Linked DNA regions of Dromaius novaehollandiae: region 1 is linked to region 2. The links are chromatin contacts, called in public Hi-C maps. All regions are on one chromosome and are shown on one strand. The core of a region is the stretch at or near the end of the contact, and the rest is flanking DNA. Distances in the headings are between cores, read along the strand shown. Region 1 holds the start of MMADHC (metabolism of cobalamin associated D). Region 2 holds the start of RIF1 (replication timing regulatory factor 1).

What was found. Hi-C and Micro-C count contacts between places; a contact is called where the count stands out from the background.
Region 1: a contact with region 2 is called in a Hi-C map of liver, with 5 times the contacts expected there. The contact joins the promoter of MMADHC here to the promoter of RIF1 in region 2. A contact is called at or near these places in 3 of 4 Hi-C or Micro-C datasets (brain, liver and ovary).

What each region holds. Positions count from the first base shown.
Region 1 is chr7:3,034,872-3,041,255 of bDroNov1.hap1, forward strand. It overlaps MMADHC (metabolism of cobalamin associated D), which reads left to right and starts at 4,316. Exons shown (of 8, transcript XM_026097598.2): 1 at 4,316-4,389; 2 at 4,607-4,657. The coding sequence starts at 4,649. It overlaps LOC112981731 (a long non-coding RNA gene), which reads right to left and starts at 4,208. Exons shown (of 5, transcript XR_010389886.1): 1 at 3,983-4,208; 2 at 3,439-3,548.
Region 2 is chr7:2,757,947-2,763,854 of bDroNov1.hap1, forward strand. It overlaps RIF1 (replication timing regulatory factor 1), which reads right to left and starts at 3,343. Exons shown (of 34, transcript XM_064514548.1): 1 at 3,102-3,343; 2 at 1,841-1,919; 3 at 1,049-1,145. The coding sequence starts at 3,208.

The DNA.
Region 1 (6,384 bases), core at 3,066-5,565, 280 kb after region 2:
GAGGGGAGTGGTGACTGGGAAAGTTCACTTTTATGTCCCTGTCACTTTGATGTTGCTGCCCCTGCTCAGACTCCTTCTCATACCGCATCCAGCACAAACTGCAGAGAGGAAGCCACTGTCACTACAGGGTGACTGACAAGAAAAGAGACCATCTTAGTAACGTAAGAGGAAAACGCAGCTTTTGAACTTCACATTTTACTGTTAAAATCACTACAGGTTACTGGATAGAGACCGAGTTCCTTCTATTTTTATGTTGTGCCCCCGTGGCCTACTGCAGCAATATCATGTGCAGTCCCAAATTCTGCAACAATACAGACCCAGACTTGGCTGGTGCAAGATGACCTTTCTGCAGAGAGTCCACATATAACGAAACACAGGCTCATCAGGAATGTTTCTGCACCTCACCAGTGCTCTGACATAGTCTTACTTTCAAAAAAATCAGTTAACTGAACCTATATGTATTTTTTTAAAAAGATTTTAAAGTGATGAATTACATATCATCTTGTATGCATTCCTTTTTCTCTCTCCAACCAAGGAAAGTACTCTCTGAGGGAAGAATTTAATCAAAGCCAGCTGCTAATTACTTTCCTGACACCAGGGGAGAAGAATGTTGGCATCAGAAAGATCTGGAAGATTTTCATGATTAATATTTGATAAATCTGTAATTGGATCGTTTGATTTTGCAGTCTCTTTTGAATAGAGGTAGTAACTTTGTTGAAATTAATGTTTATGAATTCAGGCCATAAACTTCAGGGGATGATAACTCATTGATTGATTTAAATATCTTGAAGTGCTAACCCTGGAGTGAAGATAAATTGGGATTGCCTAAGGACAAGTTAATATAGACTGAATGTAATCTAGAGTGCATTCCTATTAGAGGAAAATAAATTACATTCTGTAAAGAGTTAAAGTTGCATTTCTCTAGCCTTTTTTGCTGAAGTTCAGAGATGCAACATGAATATTTAATTTAGAAGCAAATGAGAACTAGGTATACTAACATGGAATTAATACAGTAGTTAAAAGTAACATGTGATAGTGAGCAAATGGTCTAATTAAAAAAATCTGAAAATGAAAATACCAACATTATAAATATCTACTATATGTTATTGTTTAGAATTAAATATAAGAATTTTCTCTTGCACCTAATAAAATAAATCAGACATTCTATTAAATTCAATAGGAACACTGTGGGACTGAATATTATTGCTATGAACAACAAAACTGAACAATTTCATGTTCTCATTCTTAGCTATTGAATTACAAATTTAAACCTTTAGAGTTGGTTTATGCTAACAACCCAGCAGCAAAGAAAAAAAAATCATCCAGAAATATGTTTTATAACTGAAGTAAACTGAAGGCTACATGCACATTCACTGAGGAATCTGAACAACCAATATTTTATTTTGAAGGCATGAGATTAAAGTTGCCTTTCCTTAACCAGCATCAACTGCTCTGAACAGGCAGCAAAGAAATAGCAAAAAATAATGAGAAAGAAGTATCTTAATCCCTCTACCACAGAAGGAAACATCAATACAGCTCTTTAGATTAGCTTTAAAGAAGATTTAGTTTGGAGCACCTCTCCTTTGGCATTTTTAATTCAGTGTTTAGACAGTTGCATTAGTATGCACAGCACTTTTCACATATACAAGTAGGAAGGTTTTTGCCTCAAAGACCTCATAATCTAAATTAAATCACAGTATTGAGAAAAGGCAGAAAAAGCTATCCGAAAACAAAATACGAAGTCTTTAGCCACCTACAAAGATTTCTCCCTTCACCTTTCCATTGCTGCCAAATAGATTGGTATTGTAAAACAAGCTGAATGATAGATTATGAGAAGGTTTACCTATGCTAGGCAAACAAAAAGGAGAAAACTTGAAGACAAAAACAAGGAGGTTGTTCAGTACAGTGCCTGTGGAAGGTATTTCAGAATCAGGACAGGCCAAAAGAAGCTCTCAGAATTAGAAATTTAATAGTTTTATTAGAAAAACTGGAAAGATGTAGCACATGAGAAGTCATGGAGCTGGTACATATGGCACGACAGAGAAGGTGAAGTGTTTGAATGGGATGTAGAAAAAGTAAGCACAAAGATGAAAAAGAAGGAGCTAAAAAGATTCTTATTAGAAATACGCTTCAGACCAGAGAGGACAAATGCACCATATTGCAGGTGGCAGATTAAAAAAAAGGATGAAAACCTGAACAGAGATTATGCAACTGTGAAGATATGAAAGATTTCAGAAATATTAAAGGAAAAGCAGTAGAATTCTTTGAAAGAAGCGCACACAGATGGGACATTGGAATCTGTATTCTAATTGAGCCTGACTGACATAAAATACATACTTGATATATATTCTGTAGATGGGAGATCAGTAGAATATATATAGCCAATAGTAACCACAAGCTATCATTGTAGCTCCCTTTTTCTTGGGGCAAAAAGGACCCACCCATAAACACAGCTCAGAGCACCTTCAACCACAGACTGTGAGTACCAGGGATTAAAGCTATCATTCCTTCTCTTTGCCATGGGGCACCGGAGAGCGACTCCTCCTGTAGCAGGACTTCCAGTGGACTTGTAGTGCCAGGCCCGTCAGTCAGAACACAGAGACAAATGTGTTCAACGTGTACATACATATTTGCATTAATAACTTCTGCAGTTAATTGATTTTATGTAACAGCAAGTAAATAAATTAACAAAACTTTACAAACACAGCCCATGGAATTACCTTAGCGCAAATCTAGCTCAGAATGGAAAAGCTGATTTTAAAAGTTTGCTTCCCAAGCCAAGCCCACTCCAGACCCCAATAAGCAGAACCAGGGAGGAAAAGTGGATTACCAAACAAAGGGAAAGAAGAAAGCCTTTAGTCCAAAGAAGAAGGGTTATGTTCTATTCTGTAAAGCAGTTATTTGAAGAAATTACATACCATACTTTGAAGACTATTTCCATTAGCAGAAATAGCATTTATGCTCCTAGTTCTCATTAACTTCTAAGGAAAGCTCCACATCCAGTGGCCTTCTCAGTCTCTGAAAGTCTCCTCCTTTATTCTCTTCAATAATAATGCCTACTTTTATTCATTTTCTGCTTTGGTCTATTTCTGAATCCTAGAAATGTGGTAACTAAGGGTTTTAGTTTATGTATGTGTGTGTATATGTACACACACACAAACACACATTTCATGTTAAGTTACTGACATCTGGTGCTTCTAAAGAGTACTGCACCGCTCAATAATAAACACGGGTAAATGTAAGCTAATACTTTTGTACCCAAATCCCAAGCAACTCCAACAACAATCTTCATATGTTGCAGTGATGAGCACCCTTAGCTCTACCAAGAAAATAAGCTCTGACTGAAACATAAGTGTCCTTTAAATACAAAAACAGGAATTGCACTGAGGTAGTTTATTATGCCTGTCTGCATAACAATTACAAAAAAGAAAGACTTACCATATTAAAGAGGGAAGCCTCCTTACTTGGAGCAAGTACATTTGGGCACACAGGCCGCGCTGCGGGAGTCCCCATCTGACACGGAAGGCCTGCTTACCCTCAGATGTGAGCTGGGAAACGAGAGATTTCCAGGGAACCAGTTCAGAAAAACTAAACTCTCACAGTAACAGATAAAGCTACTTGTATTTACTGACTTAAACTAGTAAAACAATGCAGATGGGGCTTGGAGAATACACATACAACTGAAATGGAATTTATTAAGATTTGGGAGAGTCACAATTAGAATAACAACTAACAAACTTGAAAAGAGAATATAACTTTGACTCAAAACTCAGCTTTATTTTAAATACTACAAAACCAGGCAACTAACTAGAAAATATACCTTCCCTAAAAAGTTTGAGGGACTGAGTTTCAAACATTTTGGGGCACACGAGAAGTTCAACACCAGACAAAGAGCCTAAGAGCAGTAACCGTTCCTCACTACTGACACAAAAGGACGCTATCTAGCTCAGCTATACAAATATTATTACCAAGTCATTACTACCAAATTATCTTAATGGTCTCCGAGGTGACAAGCACATTACTGGCAGCGCAGCGCTTCCCGCTGCAAGCGCCCCACCCGCTCTGAGGCGCCGCTCCCGCGCGCGCCGCCTTCCAACGGCTTTAACGGTCGCGGGCCCCCGCCGCCGCCCCGCCCCCTCGCGCAGCGCCGGCAGGCTCGCGCCCGGCGGGCCCCCGCCCCGCAGCGGAGGCTCTCCCCCGCCCTCGCTCTCAGCCCCAAGCAATCAATCGCCGGTTGGCGGCGATGGATTGTCTCTGCCTGCTGCCCGGCCCTGCTAATCGAGGTGTTAGTGGATTGACTTCTTAGGTCTGGGAGCGGGCGGGACGCCCCCCTCACGGACGCGGGGCGGGACGGCTCCCGGCGCCATTTTGCAGGAAGAGCGGAGACAGGTAGGGGCAGTGCCGCGCCGGGCTGGGCTCTCCCTCGGGACAGGCTGTGGCCACCTCCCGTTCCCGGCTCTCCGCCACATCTCCCCCTCCGCTCCCCGTGCTGCCAGCTTCGGCGGCGGCCGGGCGGGCATCGCCGCGGTGCCTTGTGAGGCTGTCGTCGTGGAAACGGGGGCGGGAGGGCGGCGGTGCCTCAGCGGTGCGCTCGCTTCTCTTCCAGGGGGAGCCGGGTGCGTAAGCGAGAGGGAGCCCGCCGCCTGCCATGGCCACCGTGAGTAACGGCGATGCCCGCGTCCCGGGGGTCGGCGCCGCGGCGGCCGGCGGAGCCGGGGTGGCTGTAAAACCGCCCCCGCGCCGCGTCTCCGCGGGAAGGCGAAACAGCGCTGCTGGAGGAGGGCGGTGCTCGGTGTTCCTCCTCTTTCCTGTTGGGCAGCTTCTAAGTCTTAGCGTTTATGGGGGAACGGCTCGTGAAAATCTCCGTCATACCAAAACCACTACTAGCAACAAGTAAGCCGTCTGGGAGAGGATCATCTTCCTTCTTCCGTTTAAATTCTAGAAGGCAAATTCTGTGGATATAATGTAGGTAATCCAGTTACGGGTTAAATAGGATCTAATTTTTTTAATATCCTAAGTTAAGATGAAATGTTAAAGTTCACCACCATATAATCGACCCACGGTAACCCAAACTGAAGATTAAAACATGGTTTATTGATTTAGTCTAGCCACATAGATATGAATAATTGGTTGTTTTCAGTGGTATTTTCCCGCTTGTGTAATGTTAGGTATGTAAATATTTGGAAAGCTGAGCTTTCCAACATGAACATGGTTAAGATCTATAATTAACTTTTAACATTTGTGTGTTAAGTGACCCTGAGTATAAAAATCATTTATTTATTTTGTATTTACATATGTCAGCTATAACTCAGTTTACATCTGTTTTATCTCGTGTGTATAATGACTACATTAAATTTTGTTTCAGTAGAGCTTTTATGTAGCAGGAAAAAAAACATTAAAATGGAATCAACAGATTGTGTTTACTCTTTCAAGAGCCTTCTAAACCTAGTGTCGTTTTGTGACTAGGCAGCTTAAAGCCTCAACTGTTAAATCCTTGGTACAAGTCAGTAAATCAAATGTGTGGATATGTATTTGAGTCTTTATGAAGTTAGTGTAACTTATTAGATGTTGTGTGTTGGTGCACAGATGGTATGTAAGTAGCCGATGCTTACTGGCCTGGGTCCTGATATTTCAAAGAGCCCTTAAGCATTTGAATAGTACTATCTTCTCACTTTTTTAAGTAACCTTTTTTCTTACCTATCTAATGGCAAACATATGCATAAACTTGTATAGAATCAAGAGTATGATATTTAAGAAAAACCCTTTGTGTTAGTTTCTCAAAGGATTTTTTTCTTCTCCCCTGGGAAACGAAGGCTTGCAAAAGCACACGTGTTATGGCAGGTGGGATTTATATTTTGCAGCAGTGCATGATTTTGCAACACTACAGTCAAGGGTATTAAAAGTTCTGGGCTAGCTTTCGGTAGCCTTTCATTTTTTTAATTACATTTTAATTCTATATTTTGAGTGTATGATAGGTTATTTTTGTCTGTTTTGTGTATGTAGCTGCATCATAGAAGTTGCCAACCTATTTGTGAAGTACAAAAAATAGATTGGGCTTTCAGTTTAATCATATCAACTGAGTATTTTTTGCAAAAAAAAATCAGTAATAATTATATTACTGTTTAAGGTATCATCACTGGGCTTCAGAATTAATCTTCATGATGAGAACCTACTAGCCCTTTGGAGCATTATTGTTGAGACCATTTGCATGCTCAGGAAGATAGCATTGCATTATTTTCTATTTACTGAATGGCTGAATCAGCTTCTGCAAGAATGATCCTTAGCAGTTGAAACTTATGTTGACAGCACAATTCTGTGGCATGAAGCAGATTTTCTCATGTATTTCAGGACTGTAGAATTCATAAAGGTTCTGTAGCTTGTTGG
Region 2 (5,908 bases), core at 2,093-4,592:
AATTCGGTCTGCACATCCATCCATAGGATGTTGTTCAGTCTTGCCTGAGTTAAGTTTTTCATCTGCTAAAGATCATTCTAGTGCATTTGTCCAAAACCATTCAGCACTCACCAGAGGCGGGGAAACAGACAGTATGCTATTTGTCATTCTTCTTCTTGACAGCCACTGTAGGCTGAGTCACCATCAAGGTACCAGCAACAGCTGAATTACACTGCTTGTCTTTGTGTGCCCATGAAAGGCAATCTTAGCTTAACCACCTTTCACTACTGCACAACCTGCATATCTACCACCCACTAAAGCTAAGGGTGTGCACACAAAGATCGCAGGCCATCCGACAGAATGGCTTTTACTGCAAATGGATATGCCTGACCAATGGAACATGGAACAGGCACCTTCTGAAGATCAGCCAACTTAGACATTAGCTCTCCTCCATTAACAAAAAATCTTAAAAAACCAAACAAACAAACAAAAAAAACCTTTGATGCATACCCTCAAGTTCTCAGCAGCAAAACTTGTTGTTAAAAGGGTTTAGCGCTTTCTAGCAATTTAGGCCATGAAGTTTTGGATTACTTTAAATTAGTTTAATTTGAAAGACTTTACCAGCACATTTAAGAGACCGTGCCAATGTGACAAGGTAGAACCACCAAGTAAGGGGTAAAAAAAAAAACCACTCAAACACAATACTACAGCTCCCTGCATTCCACAAACAAAAAGTGTCCATTCTTTTTCCATTTTGGCATCTTTTTTCATTACTAATTCCACAAAAACAAATTACAGGACCTAAATGCTACCAAAGTGTTTACTGAAATTGGAAATTAGTACAATAGTATTAGTGTAGCAGCATGGAAACATATTACAATTTATTGCACAAAATGAAATTAGTGAAATAAGCTCACATTGCTTAATGCTAGAGATAAAACAAAACTACTGGACCACTTGGGAACTGTAAACTTAATCAAAACTAAAGTATATGGTAACAAAGAAATACAGAAAGAGCTCTGCTATATTTTTTTAACCACCAAACATGTGAAAGTTTTAGTTTGCTTACCAGATAACTCAGATGTAATCTTCGAATTAAAAACACAAAATCCTAAGGCCTGTAATGCTGCATTACTTAGCTCCGAGTTTTGACTAGAAATGTGTGCCTGAAAAAATAAATTATTAAAGTCTCAAGTCACAGAAGTGGCTATAAGGTTTTAACTGTCTTAATTCCAACACTTCTGCTTAATGAAGAGAGCTGTCAAAACGGAATGCTTGATGGAAGATACACTGGTATAATAAAGCCATCCCTATTTATACAACCCAAATTACTGAAAGAATTTGGGGTTCTCAAGACATTTTTACTCTCTGTAATTTAGACATCTTTACTTAAGTATGTGCTAAACATCAGAAATCCTTTACTACTTTTCTGTGCATGTACTACTACCTAACTCTCCAATTGTTATTAAATATCTACAACAGGACTTTTTTTTTAAAAAAAAAGTGGCTAGAACAACAGCCTTTACATTCCAAATCCCTTGAGATTTACTTCATATTCCAATTCTCCGAAGTGTTTCTAAGGACAGGCAGAACACACTGTGCCTTTTCTGGAAAATTAAATTTGACTGCACAACACAGCATGAACTCATCCAAGACTCTCAAATTTATTTCTCTATACTAATTTCTATAACACAAAGGAAACAATTTACCAACAAAGCGTTACTACCATGTCACTAGTTCAAATTAGCATTACACGAATTCAAATTCAAGTCTTAGACTGGCCAGGTATCATGACCACTTAAACACACCTTTGGTTTGTTCATTAAAATAAACTGCAGAAAATTTAATGGAAAAGACATACCTTCAACACCTTGCAAAGTCGGGAAAAGTGTCTTCTGACTTCTGCAGTGAATTCTTTGCCATCCTCACCAGTCAAGCGACTTCAAGGAGCAGAGAGGAAAATAAGCAATATTCACAAAAGTTAAATGTGGTATCAACATACGTTTCCTTTTATACACAATCCATTAACTGGTCTAAAAATAGTGGTTATAGAACAGTTTTTTCCCTTAAAAAGGAAAAGGACAAAGCCACTAATCACCACATAATTAGTCTGCCATAAAAGTTAAACAGTATTTTTAATGCACATATATCCTAATATATTAGAGAAAGTAAAATGACTAATGACCCATTTTGTGTATGGAACATAAAAGACATAAGGGTTTTCATCTTTTCTCATCTTTGATAAAAACATCACAAGTTAATGGGCAAACTTTCTGTGGCTACTGAAAATTAAATACAGTTTACACAGCAATATAACAAGCTAAAAGCACATAACTCAAAAAAAGCTTTAGAATGCAGGTCCCTGACAGTAGAAGGATTCTGCTTTCCCAGCTAACAGTGGAAACTCCCCACATGTCTGAAGAACATCTATATAGGAGAGCTTGTGTTTCCCGATAAAGTGTTAATAACCAGTTTCACATTGCAAGAAACAGGCTTAACACTGTAATCACCAAGAGACAACCTGAGAAGTTTCCTGCTGTTCTGGTATGATCCCCAAGTTGGGGCATTAGTTCTGGCCAGTTTTACTAGAAACCTGCAAACTGTTATACAGTGAGCAGAATCACTGATACCTGAGCACTTATGGCTTAAGAAGCTACTAGAAAGGAGGAAGACAGGGACTCAAGGCAGATGCTCGTGGCAAGCGATAATAATGCCCTTGCACACGCTAACAGATGTGAAGGACCCTGATAAAAGTGGGACCTGGGGGTTAACAGGTACCTTTAGGGGAAAAAAAAGTAACTGAGAGGACACACGGTCACTCCAAAACTGGGAGAAAAAAACAATTCTAGCAGTTCTAACCAGAACACTATAAAGTAAGTTGGTTTTTCTCCTTCCGCCTGGAGGAAGTTTCTGCTTCGCCCCCCGCGCTCGCCCACCCCCATGGGCGGCAGGGAAGGGCCCCCAGGGCTCCGCGCTGCCCCGCCAGCTCCAGCCGCCGCTCCGCTCCCCTCCGCCGGCGCAGGAGGCCGCGCCAGGCCCGGCCGGGCCCCTCGGCGCAGGAGGGGGCCGAGGCCCGGCTGGCGCCGCCGCCCCCCTTCCCTCCCCCCCGCGGCCGCGCTCACTTGGCGACGGTGAGGTGCGCGTCGGTGAGGTCCCCCGGCGGCGCGGCCGGGTCCTCCAGGGTCTCCAGTAGGGGCAGCAGGCTGGAGCCGGCGGCGGGCGCGCTCATGGCGGCGGCGGCGGGGGGGGGCGGGAAGGGGGGGGAAGCCCCGTGCCGCAGCCGCCGCACGCCCCGCGCCGTCTCCCGGGCTAAGATGGCGGCGCGCGGGACGCGGCCGCGCGGATCCGGGCTGCGCTCGCCGGAGCCAATGGGGGCGCGAGGAGGCAGGGCCGGCGGCCGAGCCGGGAGGACATCGAGCGGCGCCCGCCCGCCCACCGCACCACGTGTCTCTGCCCGCGCGCCGCGGAGCGCGGAGCGATGGATCGCTTCCCGCGCCTTTCGGGCCCCGCCCCACGCCGGGCCCCTCCTCCGCCGCCGATTGGTCGCGGCCGCCCCGGGAGGCGGGGCAGGGGGAGGGGGAGGGGCGCCTGCCCAGCCCCAACGGTCGGCGGCCGCGCGGGGCGCGCTGCTGCTCTTACCTCAGCTCCGCTCTGCGGTCCTCCTCTAGTGACCGCCTGCCGGGCCCTCTCGGCTCGAGGTGCTCAAACACAGTCCGAGCCTTGTCTGACTCTGCGCTTTTATTATTACCATTTTTAAAGCGAGTGGCCTGGTGTGTGACTGGCTGCCGCTCCTGTCACCTCTCAGAGCGGGCATTCAGCCCTCGCGTCATTCACAGAGGCGCATTCGATCTGCAAATCATATATGTTTGTAACTGAGAAGTGATCTCTTGGTTTTTCCAGAGCTGCTTGGGTGTTAGGCTTGTGCTTCCGCGCCACGGAAACCTAAAGTTCCTTGAGACCTAGCTAGGCGGATGAGGACTGTGAAGCGGGATCACGGGGTAGCAGCACAGCCGCTTCTGGTTGTCTCTGGGACAGCCGTGGAGAGGCCGAGCTCCCCCCGCAGCTGCAGGAGGGACTGGGATTCTAGAAAGCAGAAAAGAGCTAGTTTAACAAAAAGTGCCCTGGCACGTTTCCACTGAGTTTTTAAGCTCCCCTGTAGGACTGCGCGATAAAGCATTGCATGAAAGTGACTGAAAGCTGGTGTTTTTCACCTGCGGTCAGTGTGGTCCCTGTGGCTGAGACTCCAGGTGCTTGATCAGCCTCCGAGACTGTCTCTCCTATGGCACACTGGGCTCAAAAATCCTGGATTTTAGCATCGGGCTCCCTGTGTCAACTTGAGCAAGGGCAGCGTTAAAAGCGGTGCTAGCAGGGAGCCGGTGCTGGGTGGCGGGGAAGGGCAGGGGGCACGCAGACAAACAGGAAATTTGCACCCCAGGGTAGGACTCTGCAGATGCACAACAGTTGATTCAGGGTGAGGAGACATTAGCACCTATTAGGGACGATTCATTCCGTATCATGGTAAATTCACAGAAAAGCGACAAGAGTTATCGACGAGTGTGTGAAATAATTTATATCAAGAGCGTTTGTGGATGTAATACGAAATAACTCAAGTTCTGTGGCAGTAAATTGGATGTGCAGAGGAACCTTGTTTCTCAGGGATAAAAATAGGCCTTAACAGTTACACCAACTGCTCAGTCGTCCTTCTTCATCACCTGCAGGGCTTTGTAGTGGTTTCTGACACACTTATCTGGAGTCTGTTCTGTAAAGTAACTCTTAAAATGATGTTACTCCACTGACTGTCCCAGGAGGGTTTTCTAGACATGTAGATGTTTCCTGTACAGGTTTTGCTTCTGCTCCGTTACAATTTAAGACCTGTTGCTTCTCAGTCCAAAAGAACCCCAGGCCATAAATAAAACACTAACAGTCCTCTCCAGACTTTTTGCTTCTTGTTGCTAAATACTTCTGCTGATTTTAGAGAGAAACATTCACAGGAACATGTGAATAGCTTTTTTTCAGTCCACCAGGTGGCAGGATTAAAAAATACCAGTTGATCTTAGGTGCAGCTTGATTCCCTTAAACATAGTGATATGAACTTTGTTTCCTCCCATTAGGATGAAGCATGAATAGAGTATTTGAAATGAAAGAGAGAGTAGCTGCAGTTCTAGCTGTGATACTGTTTTCCAGTAAAACTGGGAATCTTTTAAGATATTTAGCATTTTACCTATAGTATTCTGCCCACTTTAAGGAGATTCCAGATGTCAGATTTTCTGATTCTCCATTTTCCTGTCATTACCACTGCTCCTTATATGTCTCAAAAATGTGAAAAATGTCAATAACTTCTGCTAGCAGGATCCTTAATTCATCCTTTTCCATTGTTATGCAATTTGAAATTGTATTTTGGAGTGTATTTGAGAAGGATAAAAGAACGATACAGGAATGTCAGTATAGTCAAGGGTAAGTGTAGATAACCAGAGTGGAGTGTATAAAACACTGTCACTTTTCATGTACACCAAAGATCTGAATTTCCCCAGAAGAAATATTTCCTGTATTTAAAAATACATATTATTTATTTGTTTGTAAAAAATACAGTGACACTTACTGGCAACAATGTAATCATGTTCATATTCCCGCCTGGGTCAGCTAGTCCTGGGAACAGCATGAAAGCAAAGTATTCCTGAAACCCAGTGCTTATACCCATATTTGCCTTTGAGCAGGCAAACCTTGTCTGAGACCTGCCTGCCTGCCTGAATATCCCACTGGCAGGCTGCCTTATAGGCAAGATTCAACCTTAATCAGTTGATTTTCCTACAGAGATGGAAGATCAAAGCCAGATACATAGCAGGTAAGTATGGCCTCAATCACGGTCTAAAACTCAGCAATAGCTAAGATGTTCTCCTGCGAGTACCAGGGGAGTCAGGTTACCCAGCAA